Regions from separate parts of the Triticum aestivum genome. Here region 1 is linked to region 2. Evidence: chromatin contacts called from public Hi-C data. All regions are on one chromosome and are shown on one strand. The core of a region is the stretch at or near the end of the contact, and the rest is flanking DNA. Distances in the headings are between cores, read along the strand shown. Region 1 holds the start of LOC123143490 (protein N-terminal glutamine amidohydrolase). Region 2 has its middle 8.5 kb from the start of LOC123143435.

Region 1 (6,851 bases), core at 2,125-4,624, 38 kb before region 2:
TTTGTGTGCGACCAAACGTCACAACGTAACTGGGTGATTATAAAGGTTCTCTACAGGTGTCTCCGATGGTGTTTGTTGAGTTGGCATGGATCAAGATTAGGATTTGTCACTCCGATTGTCGGAGAGGTATCTTTGGGCCCTCTCGGTAATGTACATCACTATAAGCCTTGCAAGCAATGTAGCTAATGAGTTAGTTACGGGATGCAGCATTACGGAATGAGTAAAGAGACTTGCCGGTAATGAGATTGAACTAGATATTGAGATACCGACGATCGAATCTCGGGCAAGTAACATACCGATGACAAAGGGAACAACGTTATCGTTATGCGGTTTGACCGATAAAGATCTTCGTAGAATATGTAGGAACCAATATGAGCATCCAGGTTCCGCTATTGTTTATTGACCGAATACATGTCTCGGTCATGTCTACATAGTTCTCGAACCCGTAGGGTCCGCACGCTTAACGTTCGGTGACGATCGGTATTATGAGTTTATGTGTTTTGATGTACCGAAGGTAGTTCGGAGTCCCGGGTATGACCATGGACATGTCGAGGAGTCTCGAAATGGTCGAGACATAAAGATCAATATATTGGACGGCTATATTCGGACACCGGAAGTGTTTCGGGTGATTTCGGAGAAAACTGGAGTACCGGAGGGGTTACCGGAACCCCCGGGGAAGTAGTGGGCCTTAGGGGAGAGATAGGGCAGCACCCCAGGAGGTGGCGCCCCCCCAAGGGGAGTCCGATTAGGACTAGGGGAGGGGGCGCGGCCCCTCTTTCCCTCTCCCTCTCCCTCTCTCTTCCTTCCCCCTTCCTCCTTCCTAGTAGGACTAGGAAAGGATGAATCCTACTCCTACTAGGAGGAGGATTCCTCCTCTCCTTGGGCACCACTAGGGCCGGCCGGCCTTCCCCCTTGCTCCTTTATATACGGGGGCAGCGGGGCACCCTAGGACACACAAGTTGATTGTTCCAAGCCGTGTGCGATGCCCCCTTCCACCATAATCCACCTCGACCATATCGTAGCGGTGCTTAGGCGAAGCCCTGTTCCAGTAGCAACATCATCACCATCATCACGCCATCGTGCTGACGAAACTCTCCCTCGAAGCTCTACTGGATCGTGAGTTCGCGGGACATCACCGAGTCGAACGTGTGCAGATTGCGGAGGTGCCATACCTTCGGTGCTGGGATCGGTCGATCATGAAGACGTACGACTACATCAACCGCTTGTCATAACGCTTCCGCTTACGGTCTACGAGGGTACGCGGACGATACTCTTCCCTCTCGTTGCTATGCATCACCATGATCTTACGTGTGCGTAGGAATTTTTTTGAAATTACTGCGTTCCCCAACAAACATGGCCAAAGAACCACCGCACCGCTAGCAGTAGCCAAACCACCAGCTCCAATCAAGCCACAACGCAACGACCGCAACCCTTCAGCCCCAGATCGGTAGCAACAAGACCATGCTAGCCATGCGCCCCAGATCCAGACGACATCTTTGTCTCTCTTATCCTCGTACCTGCTGATCTCTTCGAGAGGGAACGATATTTTTAGGCATGAGAGCTCCTAATTATCGCCCTTTGCGCCAGTTACCGACCCAGCTCTCACGCGCCCTTCTTGCCTGGGTCGGCCCAACAAGTGAGCAATTCGCGCTGCCAATAAGAGAAAACTTCACTCGATCAACGCTTGGTGGTCGACCGTTGACTTTTGAAAAAGGTTCACAAATTTGGAAAAAGAATTTGTGGGTTTGAAAAATGCTCATGGATTTTAAAAACTTCACAGATTTGTTAAAAGTTCGCGCATTACAAAAAATGTGAATTTGTAGAATGTTCATGAATTTGGGAAAGGTTGTGAATTTGAAAATGTTTCATGAAATTTGTTTTAAAACACAAAATTCAAAAAAATCATGAATTTGAAAAAAAATCATATTTTTGTGGGAAAAGTTTATGAAATTAAAATAAGTTAATTTAAAAATCATGGGTTTATTTATTTTGCAAATTTTAAAAAGGGTTCACTAACATGAAAAAGTTTGCAAATTTTTAAAAAGAACAAAAATGAAAGAATACAGACCAAGAAAACCAAAAGAAAACCGTCCTAGAAGAAGACTAGCATGGACCGGTCCATTTATCATGTAGCGAAAAGCTTCCTGTGCGCCGAAATCACTAATTAAAGAGTACTCGTTGCAAAGAACACTCCACTTCCCCATGTTGCGACAAGTGGCACACACGCAGCGCGCCACTTGTCGCAACCTGAGAGTTTTCCCTTGTTTCGTAGATCCGTTTATTCAAAACATTTTATCTTTTAAACCGTGCGTCCAAATCTCGAACCGTTTTCATCACTGGATTCCTCGCGTCGAGATCTTCAAAACTAGATCTTATGTTAATAGGTTTTGATGAACTTTTTTTATGAAAAAAACCGGAGGAAAATAACCAGGCAAAAAAACCGAATCGGGAGCACGTTTTTTTTCCTTTCCGAAAGAGGCACGACTGTGCCTCTCGTGAAATCACACCCGTGCCTCTTGTGAAAGCAATACCGTGACTCTCGTGTAAGGAAAAAAATAGAAAACGCGCTTTTTTTCGTTTCCGAGAGGCACGACCGTGACTCTCGCGAAAGCACAACTATTCTCTCGCGGAAAGCAAAACCATGACTCTCGCGAAAGAAAAAAAAACAGAAAATGCGTATTTTTTTCCCTTTCTGAGAGGCACGGCCGTGACTCTCACGAAAGCACAACCTTGCCTCTCGCAGAAGCAAAACCGTGACTCTCGCGAAAGAAAAAAAACAGAAATCGCGTTTTGTTTTTCCCTTTCCGAGAGGCACGGCCGTGGCTCTCGCGAAAGCACAACCGTGCCTCTCGCAGAAGCAAAACCGTGACTCTCGCGAAAGAAAAAAAAGAAAACGCGTTTTTTTTCCATTTTCGAAAGGCACGGCCGTGACTCTCGCTAAAGCACAACCGTGACTTTCGCGGAAAAAAACGTGTTTTTTCGTGCAAAAAAAATTTCAAATTTTTTTTATCAAAAAGCTAAGGAAGACCGGGAGAAAACCAAAACATTAAAAAAAACCAGGAAAAAACCGTTTAAAAAGCCGAAAACACATGCAGAAAAATAAAAAAAAAATCCGAAGGGAGCGTCTAGAGCGCGGCACGTGGCGAATGGCTGAGAGCGCGCCAAGTGGCGCTGATCATTGCGAGGCTCTCGAAGGAGCGCTCGTTAACTAGTTACTCCCCTTGTGCGCTCTGTACCAATCTAACCAGCTTCTGAAGCGCTAATATTATTTTTTTGAGAAATTCTGAAGCGCTAAATTGGGATTAGAACAGTTGCTGGGCCCGAATAAGCCCATAGTTGCCTTGACACCCCCACAGCCCACGAGCGACAAGCCCTTATTCTTCTTGGCTGCCGCCAAGCACTCGCGTCTCTATGGCTGACGACGGAGCAGCCGCCGGCGTAGACCCCTCTCCTTCCTCTCCCCCTATCCATCCGGCGGCACCGGACAACCCGCCCATCGATGCCGCATCCTTCACCCACACCCCGTACTACTGGTAATCGATCTCTCCGCCCTGATCCATTCTTGCTCAGATTGGGTACAACCATGGCTCCAACACATATTGTTAATTCTTCCTGCCGTGCTCGGCCACAGGAAATTCTGGGCAGGAGGTGGAAAGGTTTCTTAATGATGAGGATAGACCTTTCCTACCCAGTTATTTACCTGTATAAAGATTTTACTGATTCTGTTGAAGATGCTTGAGTATGTGAGTGATGTGCTGAATGGGAATGGAGACTAGGGTTGAGATATAGGATTCAGTTCATATTTCTCGTTCTAGGCTTAAAACCTTGACTCTTAGAGTGAAATCATATTTGAAGTTGAATGAGGCACTTGCTAGGAACAAGATCGTGCTGAAGCTTGTAACCATAAACTACTCTAGTTGCTAATTGCTAGTACCTACAAACAAATATGCAATTTATTTGGTGTGCAATTGGAGATTAGATTGATTTAATTAATTATTAGCTTTACTGAGTGATTCAACATTGCTTTAAAAGTCACCCTTTGGAAGAAGCTTGTACACAATGAGGATGATTCAACAACTACAGTGGTTATCTTGTTATTGGTTTATTGCATGCCACTTCTCCTAAACCATCATATATAATGTGTAATGGGCAGATTTCCTTATTTATTTCACGTGTGTTGAATTATTGATTTTCGTTCTCTTGTTTTACTCTCTTCTAAAGTGTGTCTCTCAAGCTTATACATACCACAGTCAAAATTCAAGTATTTTTTTTATTTTTATTCATTGAATAACGGTTGCGTTTAATTTTCACTGTGTAGTGAAGAAAATGTGTACTTGCTATGTAAGGAACTGATTAGAGCTGGACTTGCTGATCCTGCGGGCAATGACCTTTATGCTGTTTTCATATCAAATGAGGAAAAGAAGGTGATTTTATCTTATATTCTGTACTATGCTTCTATTCTTTTAGTGTGTGTATTTGTTGCTTTTGTTAGCTCCATTTTAGTTCGTAGTGCAGATATTTTCCTTTTTTATATTGATTTTTATGGTTTATGTTGTATTTTCCTTGGAATTTCAGATTCCCCTCTGGTATCAGAAAGCAAGTCGTACTAATGATGGATTTGTCTTGTGGGATTACCATGTAATCTGTATCCAGGTAAAAGCTATATTAGATAAGTGTCGCTTTTCTCTATAGCTTGGTATTATGATTGAGCTCTACGAGAATTTAATTGTTTTTTTTGTGAATTGTGAGAGGTTTTAGATGAAGTAAGAGACCTTAATTGTGAGAAATAAATTAGAAGTAAGGGCATGTTTGGATCTTCGTGCACTTAGCCCCACAAATATAGGCTAGCATGACTATTTGGGCAACGATTTGGTTTACCATAACATGTTTGGCATGCCAAAGTTGCTTAACACCATGGTTTACGTGTCAGACACGGTTGCTAGCCAAGAGTTGCCTAATCTATTTGTGATGGCCAACCAATTATCCCATTTACCATGTTTTGTTTCTGGTTTTACAAATGAAACTTATCCTAAGTAAGAATGGTAGGCTTTGGAATCTAGATTTGTTTTCATGTATGGGTTCCCATATGTTTTTATTATGCTTTATTGATGTCTATAAGATGAAAAATGGACAGTAGGGAGATGCTGTGATCGATGTGGCATTCTGATACATCATTGTTAGTACTCAGCTTTGATATATGCATTGAGATTTGGATTTATTGCTTATATAAAATCATTGCTTTTGTATGAGTAACATTTCATGGTACCTAATCATTTGGTGTGCATATGAAAGTCTAGGCGAAACAAAGGAGATGTTCTTGATCTTGTTTGGGATTTGGACTCCAGTCTTCCTTTCCCTTCTCCATTCCTCCAGTACGTTGCTGATGCCATTCAACCACTAGCATTTGGCGACTCCATCTATGCAAGGTAAGGTTCTGTTGCTCTAGGTGTAACATTGGTGAGATAAAATTGTGATGGTGTCCATGCAAGATTACTCTTAAACAATGTGTCAATCTCCTCATATAGGCGAAACCTGATGCATATTAGTTCGGAATTACTCTTTTTTGTATGCAATTGTTTTATTGACTGATGCAGGACATGATAGCCTGTGTTAGTTACACTGATACAAGATAGTGTAGATGGGACGTGAAGTTTTTGCACGCGAGCTCAAATGAGCTTGGGTGAACAGTAAATTCGAAAAACATTTAAAAAATGTTCAAAAAAATCTGAATTTTTTTTATGGTAAACTTTGACAAATGTTCTAAGAGCTTGCAAAGTTTCATCATGAAATCACATTTGTGGAAGTCGTGGCAAAAAAAACAAAGTCTATAATCACATTTGTGGAAGTCGTGGCAGAAAAAACAAAGTCTATATACTCTGAAAAATGCTACTTTCGAAAGTATTTTGGAGCACTGATTTAGTTTTTTTTTTTGCCATGACTTCCACAAATGTGATTTCATGATGAAATTTTGCAAAGTCGTGGCAAAAAAAAACAAAGTCTATATACTCTGAAAAATGCTACTTTCGAAAGTATTTTGGAGCACTGATTTAGTTTTTTTTTTCCATGACTTCCACAAATGTGATTTCATGATGAAATTTTGCAAGCTCTTAGAACATTTGTCAAAGTTTGCCATAAAAAGTTCAGATTTTTTTGAACATTTTTTTAATGTTTTTCGGGTTACTGTTCATTTGAGATCAGGTGTAGAAGGGGACTTTCATGTTACTTATGTTCTCATCCTTGGTTAGAACCATTCTGCTCCGCTATCTGTGTAAATCCCAATAGGGATACATGTCTGCGTTGAAATATAGGGGGGCATGAATGATAGTTTGTTTTGGGGGTTGAAAATCAGTACTAACTATCTACCAGCTACTGTTTACAGACTTTTCCGTGTAGTTCATGGTCCGGTATTTCTTCGATCATTTGCATCAGACAGAAGTCACATGAAGGACCCCGTGGGGAATTGGATTGAGTTACCCCCAAAATATGAACCAATTGTTGCGGAAGGTATCAGATTGTATGCCTGAACCATCTTGTTGTGAAAATTCATTGCACCATCATATTCTCCTAGTCATCAAGTAGTTCCCGGAACAATCAGTCGTGCATAGGAAATTTACATGTCTAGACACACAATGAGAAGCAGTAACAAAGTTATTAGAAACTGAAAATTATCTCTGGTAGTATGTTGAATTTATATAGCTGCACGGTATCTTTCCAGTTCATAGTTTGGAACACGTTTACTCATTTGTACTTCCAACCTGTTTCAGATGGAAGCACAAATAACCTGAATGAGTACATTGCCATGACTAATAATGATGTCGGAGACCTGGAAAGCATGGTTAATGATGTCTACC
Region 2 (6,325 bases), core at 265-2,764:
CTTCTCTCTAGCCCCTCCTGCTCCTAAACTGCCCCATGCTCCCGTCGGGCGACGCCGAGAAGCAGCCAGCAGCAACGGCAAGTAGCAGCAGCAAGCGGCGGCATGCAACAGCAGCTAGCGGCGACATGGGGTAAACAACAGCAGCTAGTGGCAGCCGGCAGCATGCGGCAGCGACAGCGGCAAGCGGCAAACAACTCCAGCTGGCCGTTGTACGCGCGTGAGCTAACTAGGCCATCGGCGGCGAGGGACGCCGGCGGAGCGGTCTGGCAGGCTGCCATGGCCTCGACTGGGAGACCAGCGCCGGAGAGGTGCTTGGCCGGGCTCGCCGGCCGGCAGGGCAGAGCGGCGGAGTGCATATGAGGTGTTCGAGGAAATGCCAGAGAGAGAGGAGGAAGAAGATTAATGCTGACAGATGGGCTCATCTTGTCAGAAGGGTGTTTAGAAGAGGCGAATGGGACACTTTTCCGACATGATAGTTTTTAGTCAAAGATTAGACAAAAAGTGGTAGTTTTCCATAAATTTATAAAATGATAGTTTGTAGGTTCGGTTCCACGAAATGTGTAGTTTTTTGTTAAATACTCGTAAAAGAGAAACATTTTACGCCTTCCGTCCCATTTTAACCGTCGGTTCAGAGAAACCAGATTGTTTTCAGAAATACTAGCAGCAATCAAACCGGTGCGCCTTCGCGGTCACGGGAATGTGGCCGCTGTGCTGTGGCTGAACGGATCGGAGCGGCCGTACCGCCACTCCTTAATTTATTGGTGGGCAGGCAATAATTAATCAATCGATTGGATCAAGTTAATGTAATCTCAGTCAGTGCACCATGGCGCATGTGACAGCAGCCCGACTAGTACGCCACCGTACTAGTATATAATTGAGCCGGAAGAAGCAGAACAGAAGATAGTGGAAGCGATCAAGCCAGTTCCCTCTCTGACGTGGGGATGGGATTTGGAACTAACCTAGTCCTAGCCGGCACGCGACGTACCACTGGGCGCTCCATCCGGCCGGCGACCCCCCTCAGCTCACGTGCCCGCCATACGGCTAATCTGACACTACTATATTTCTTTCTGACAAAAGGAACATATCATGGGCTAATCTGGCCTTTGGTGGTTAACTCTTTTCAATTTTCATAGTTCCTGCCAGTGCACTGCTGGTACTTCTTCTGGCCGGTCACAAGTTCAGTCATTTTTTGCCGTCGAGCTCCTGCACCGGACGAAATGGTTTTTTAACGGCATGAATTTACCAAGTTGACTTCAGAGATTCTACTCTAGACTGTCTTGTCAGCACCGGTAAGGTTGCGGCTTATTTTACGAGCGGTGGCCGTGAGACGATTTGGCAATGGGTTGTTGGAAGCAACTCAAAGAAAAAAAGTTGTTGGAAGAGTCCATCACGACTGGCGTGGCGAGCCGCCGATCGATCAGCCGGTGACATCCCGGGCCCTGCAAGGGTACGGCGTAGGCGTAGGCGTTGTGCGTGCGTCGACACGAAAAGGGCCCTCCGTCCGTCTAGATGAGGCCGGAGCACAGTTGCGCCCATGGATTTTGCGGGTGGTTCATCTGCTCCCATGCACGCCTGTACGTGGATGGCCTACCCGAAATGACACGACCCCGCGGCGAGGCCGTACAAAACCGGGTGATCTGATTGATCTGCCGTCCCATCGTACTCCTAGTTGCGAAGGAAACTATACCGCTTCTTCCTTGCGATCGAAGCTCAAAGTGTGTGTGCGCTTCCCGCAGCAACAACAGGCCAAGTGGGTGTGATTGTTGTTCATAATAGTGACAGCAGGCCAAGTGGGCTCGGTTTTTCTTTTTTCGACAAACGATAATATATCAATATCAAGATGATAAAATACACCCGGGCTCTGCAACAACTCAATGCCACGAGCAACTCGAGGCATCAAGGATGCACACAGTCAAAAAAAAGGAAAAATAACAAAAGCAAAACACGAAGATCTAAGGCACGCCGTAACCCACAACGATACCAAGCACTACCGTGACAACACACGGGCTGCGAGTAGGTTCTTCAAAAGCAACGTCTTCAAGAAGATAAGGACACACAAGTGTCACCGGTGCCGGATTCAGTCAAATACTAAACCCCGAGTTTTCATCCTAAGAGAATAACTGAGCAACATCATGTAACGCCTTCAACAAGGTAACGATATCAAAATATCGCCATTGCTAGGTATAACCGACGAAGGACACACCATGGGTTTTCACCCTGAAACTCCAGTCCCGGTACTGAAGTAGCACCACCAAACGCAACCATGAAGCGTTGTTGCAACCGCTGGAGCACCCCCTTCATTCCTTCAATTCTTGACAATGCCGAACACAGACAAACGCCCACATGCGTAGTGTTCTAGACCACTCGACAATGAATATGCATAATCCTCGTGCACAAGGACCATGGAACATCACATCTCAGAACGTCTTCAGCCTGAATGTTTGGCAGTCCAACCATTGTCCATTGCTCACACTGTCACACACACAGTTATGATGGGAAAAGTTGTGCTCCTATGAGCTTGTTGACGGGCGACGACGCGTCTGCCAGGAGCCACCGAAACCCACGATAAGGGCACCTTCGGCAGACCCATGCCATCCTCGCCATCAGCTGATGATGAACTTGGGAAAAGGATCCCTTCAGTTGTCCAACTGCAGTCGTGGTCGTCCATGTCCCTAATCCGCATATTGGAATCAGATCGGATCACAGTCATACCGCAAGTGACCGCCGCCGCCATGGATGGCGTCTCCGTCTTCAAATCTTGATCTAGCGCCGCACAAGTCGCCGCGGCCAGCACCACCTAGATCCATAGGCGGCCGCCGCGCTGCCCTCGCAGCCGCTCCAGCCATGCCACCCCGAGAAGGTTGAGGCCACCGCCCCGTTTCCGAGCTCCGCCAAGCGCCAATGTCGTCTAGGGCGGCCCCCAGGCAAGACCGGAGGTCCCCTCGGCAGGAGAGGGCGAGAGCCCGCCACCGCCGTCCACCGAACGGGTCTTACCCGTTGGTTTCCTCCGGCGGCGGCGGGGTGGATGGAGGAGAGGGGAGACGGGGGCGGCGGCTAGGGTTTCACCCGGCTGCTATTCGTTGGCCCATAGACTCAGAGTGAACCAGTCTATTCGTTGGTCCATAATACTTCATTGATATTCAGTAATCAATGAAGTATTGTTATTCTAAAAAAGGAGTGAATTTTGGTTTTTAACCCTTAATTTTAGCATTTTTGACATTAGTTATCTCATTTAACAAATTTTCATCCAGATTACCCCATTTAGTGACAATCTTGACTGTTTTTGCCCCTTTTAATTTCTAAGTGTCTTCTTGCAAATATCGTGTTTTACTCGGGAGTCGAGACTAAGTGCCCACGCATGCATTTCTATTAAAACAAAAGATCTCATCCTATTATGTTAATAATTGGTACTACTAATTTTAAATGGACACACATCATTGGAGCTCAACTAAGAAACACATGTCCGACAATAGCACTGCAGACATGTAAAATAGGATGTGATGTTTTTATTTGATGATCTCCTAAAGTGTAAAATAAATGCTTCCTCCGATGTTCTGCGTCAAGGAAAAAAACTAAACTATCATCACATTAAACCTACGAACCACAACCCATAATGCAAAATTCAACGTACCTGACCGCTCAAGATAATTGTTCGTCTTTCCCACGATCTGGTGCACACATACACCTGATAACCATGAGAAAAAAAAGCAGGTGCGGCTAAACCAAGTGACCGGTTCACGCAATGGAAAAAAACACCATGAGGAATCTGATGGCGGGGAGTTAGCTCGTAGATCTCTCAAAAGAATTACTGGGTAAAACCTGGCAAGACTTTTGCTAAATGAGGTAATCTGGATGAAATTTAGTGTCAAAGATGTTAAAGTAAGGGGTAAAAACTGGAAACTCTAAAAAAAAAGTGTCACGAGCTATACTTGTAACCTACCCCATGACTCCCAGCCGAAGGTAGGATATCAAGTAGAAATGCCAAACAGCGGTGGTGCTACATTGTGCCCGTGAGACCGTGATGTCGAGTGGAATCACATGATTTGGATGTAAGTTCTTAACTGCACTAATACACTAGTGTTTAGGTGAAGTTTGTCTGCGTGTAAGCACATGAAATATAGCTTTGGCATCGCTTGTTCCGACTCCTAGCGCTGTCACTGGTGCCAATGACACATCATAGTTTATGTTATCATGTTAGTTATGACTTGCGAGCTTTTCCACCATTAATTGCGCTCATCACACATCTTAACCTTTAATCACGCACTGGGTGACTCACGTAACGTGAGGACGTTCATGCAGCCTACTGCTAGTTTCAGCAGTACCATGTACAGTGCACCAGTATATAAAAACAGAAGGAGTTGATCAATTGTCCTTAATAATGGCATAAAAGCGCCAGCGAATTCACCATCTACGGGTACTCCAAATGTCCAAATCTACTCGCGCTAGCTGTTGTCAAGCTCAGATCGTAGCTAGGCCAGGCCATGCCAGGTAGCGAGGCAAGAACAGTATAAATCACTCTCATAGCACATCGTAGCACAAAGTCCAAAACTCATAAGTCAAGAAAGTGATCGGACACACGGAGTACTCGACAAAATTCTGGCAATTATTGCTCCTCGCGCACCTTACTTCGCTTTGAAATCCAATCAAGTCACATTCCATGCTACACCCATGTGGGCTTCGTGTTGCTGCCGCGATGAGCGTTTGGAGTGGAGCTATGGCCGACGATGACGCTTAGGCCAACTCCACCGCGCGACCTCATTCTGTATGGCCTCGTTTGTTTAAGGTAAAACGGACAAATGAGGCGGCCCAGCGCGCGACGGTTTGAAATCATCTGGTCCGTTTTGTGTCCGGACCGACTCATTTTAAACGCAAACTTGCATCAGATTTAGGTCAATGCGGACACCGAACGAACGCGCCGCTCGTCCACGTCTGGCCGCGTGGCGGGGGCGGCCACCTACCTCCCATCCGCCAACATCAATGCGCAGGAACGGCTGACCCCACCTGTCACCGGCCCAGTGAAAGGTCGCCGTTCTTCTTAAATGGGGAATCAGTGGACCGGTCGTCGTCCAGACTGCCCCACTTCATCCCGCGGCCTCCTCGAAACCCGACAACGCGAAACCCTAGCCTCCCCCGTCCCCGAGCTCGCCGGCCGGCCACCTTGAAGCCATGAGTTTCTGGAACCGTAAGGGGAAGCACGACCGCGAGGCCGGCTACTCGTTGGGGCGCTGTGCCGGCTCCGTGAAGAAGGAGGAGCCCGCATCACCACCACGCCGGGCCCCCGCGCCGCCCGCGTTCTCCATCGCCCCCACGTCCGCCGGCGAGCGCGGCCGGCACTACATCCGCGTGGAGGTGTGCCGCCGTTATTGGGAGACGAGGACGCTGCTCCTCTGGAGCGACGTCCACCTCCCCAACAACTAGCACCTGTCCGCTGATCGTGTGTCGATCCCGCCGGTCCTGGTGAGCGGCCGTGCACGCCGTGAAGAGATCGAGCGCCGCCGCCTCCTCCTCCCCGACAACTTGTACTACGACGACAGGTACACCGCGGACTCCGTCCTCTGAGACACCTGGCTCAGGGACGAGCACGCGTGCGGAGCACCTCCTTCTTCGCCGACACGGCGTCTGGGCCGCGGCGGCCACGTCAGGAGCGCACAGCGCCTGCTCCCCAGGAGCGCGGGCATAGGCTGGTGCGCAGCCTCACGCCCACGCCGTCGCCTTCGCCTTCGCCATCTCCATCTCCCCCCCCACCTCCTCGCATGACAGTGGAGGAGGAGGCCCGTCTCATGGCGCGTGTCATGGAGGACTCCATGTACACGCACGATGAGCGCCAATGGGAAGGCCTCGAGGAGATGATGGCCCGCTCCGCCGCCGGCGAGGTTGCCATCCCTGAGCTGGAGATGGTGGCCGCGGAGGAGGCGATGGAGGAGGAGCCGGTGGCCGCGTTCCACCCGAGCCTAGTGGGCCAGGGGTGGGGCTGATCGTGCACTGCTCCGGAGATGGCCGCTGCCATGGGCGTGAATTGGTGTGTCACTCCGCCGCGGTCACCGGAGCGGGAGGCGTCGCCACGGGAGGAGGTCGTGCAGGCACCTCCTGCCGTCCAGCCCGCCCCCGTCTACCATGCACCGCCGGCCCACCTCTGGACGCCGCCGGCCTACGTCGACCTCGTCAACGACGACGACGATGCCGGCGGCCACTGAAGACGGCGACGGTGACGGCATCGACGGGCATCGGCAGGAGCGCGTTGGCGGCGGCCGCTTTTTATTTTCTTTTTTTATGTTTGATTATGTCAAGTTGGACGTGAAACAGGGCGGTCTTGTGGCCATGGACC

Evidence for each region. A called contact is a pair of places that touch in the nucleus more often than the background predicts.
Region 1: a Hi-C map of leaf shows a contact between it and region 2, with 2.5 times the contacts expected there. The contact joins the promoter of LOC123143490 here to the enhancer-like site in region 2. A contact is called at or near these places in 2 of 5 Hi-C or Micro-C datasets (leaf and root).

Annotation. Positions count from the first base shown.
Region 1 is chr1A:432,082,631-432,089,481 of IWGSC CS RefSeq v2.1, reverse strand. It overlaps LOC123143490 (protein N-terminal glutamine amidohydrolase), which reads left to right and starts at 3,374. Exons shown (of 6, transcript XM_044562454.1): 1 at 3,374-3,533; 2 at 4,319-4,424; 3 at 4,576-4,653; 4 at 5,293-5,426; 5 at 6,380-6,504; 6 at 6,765-6,851. The coding sequence starts at 3,412.
Region 2 is chr1A:432,043,495-432,049,819 of IWGSC CS RefSeq v2.1, reverse strand. No RefSeq gene overlaps it. Among protein-coding and RNA genes, the nearest start is that of LOC123143435, 8.5 kb to the right of the region's middle. Within about 2 kb of position 1,514, at least 4 of the 8 cell types and tissues checked have an H3K27ac peak or open chromatin away from gene starts, as enhancers often do. A contact at or near this core is called in leaf and root, where this site is marked.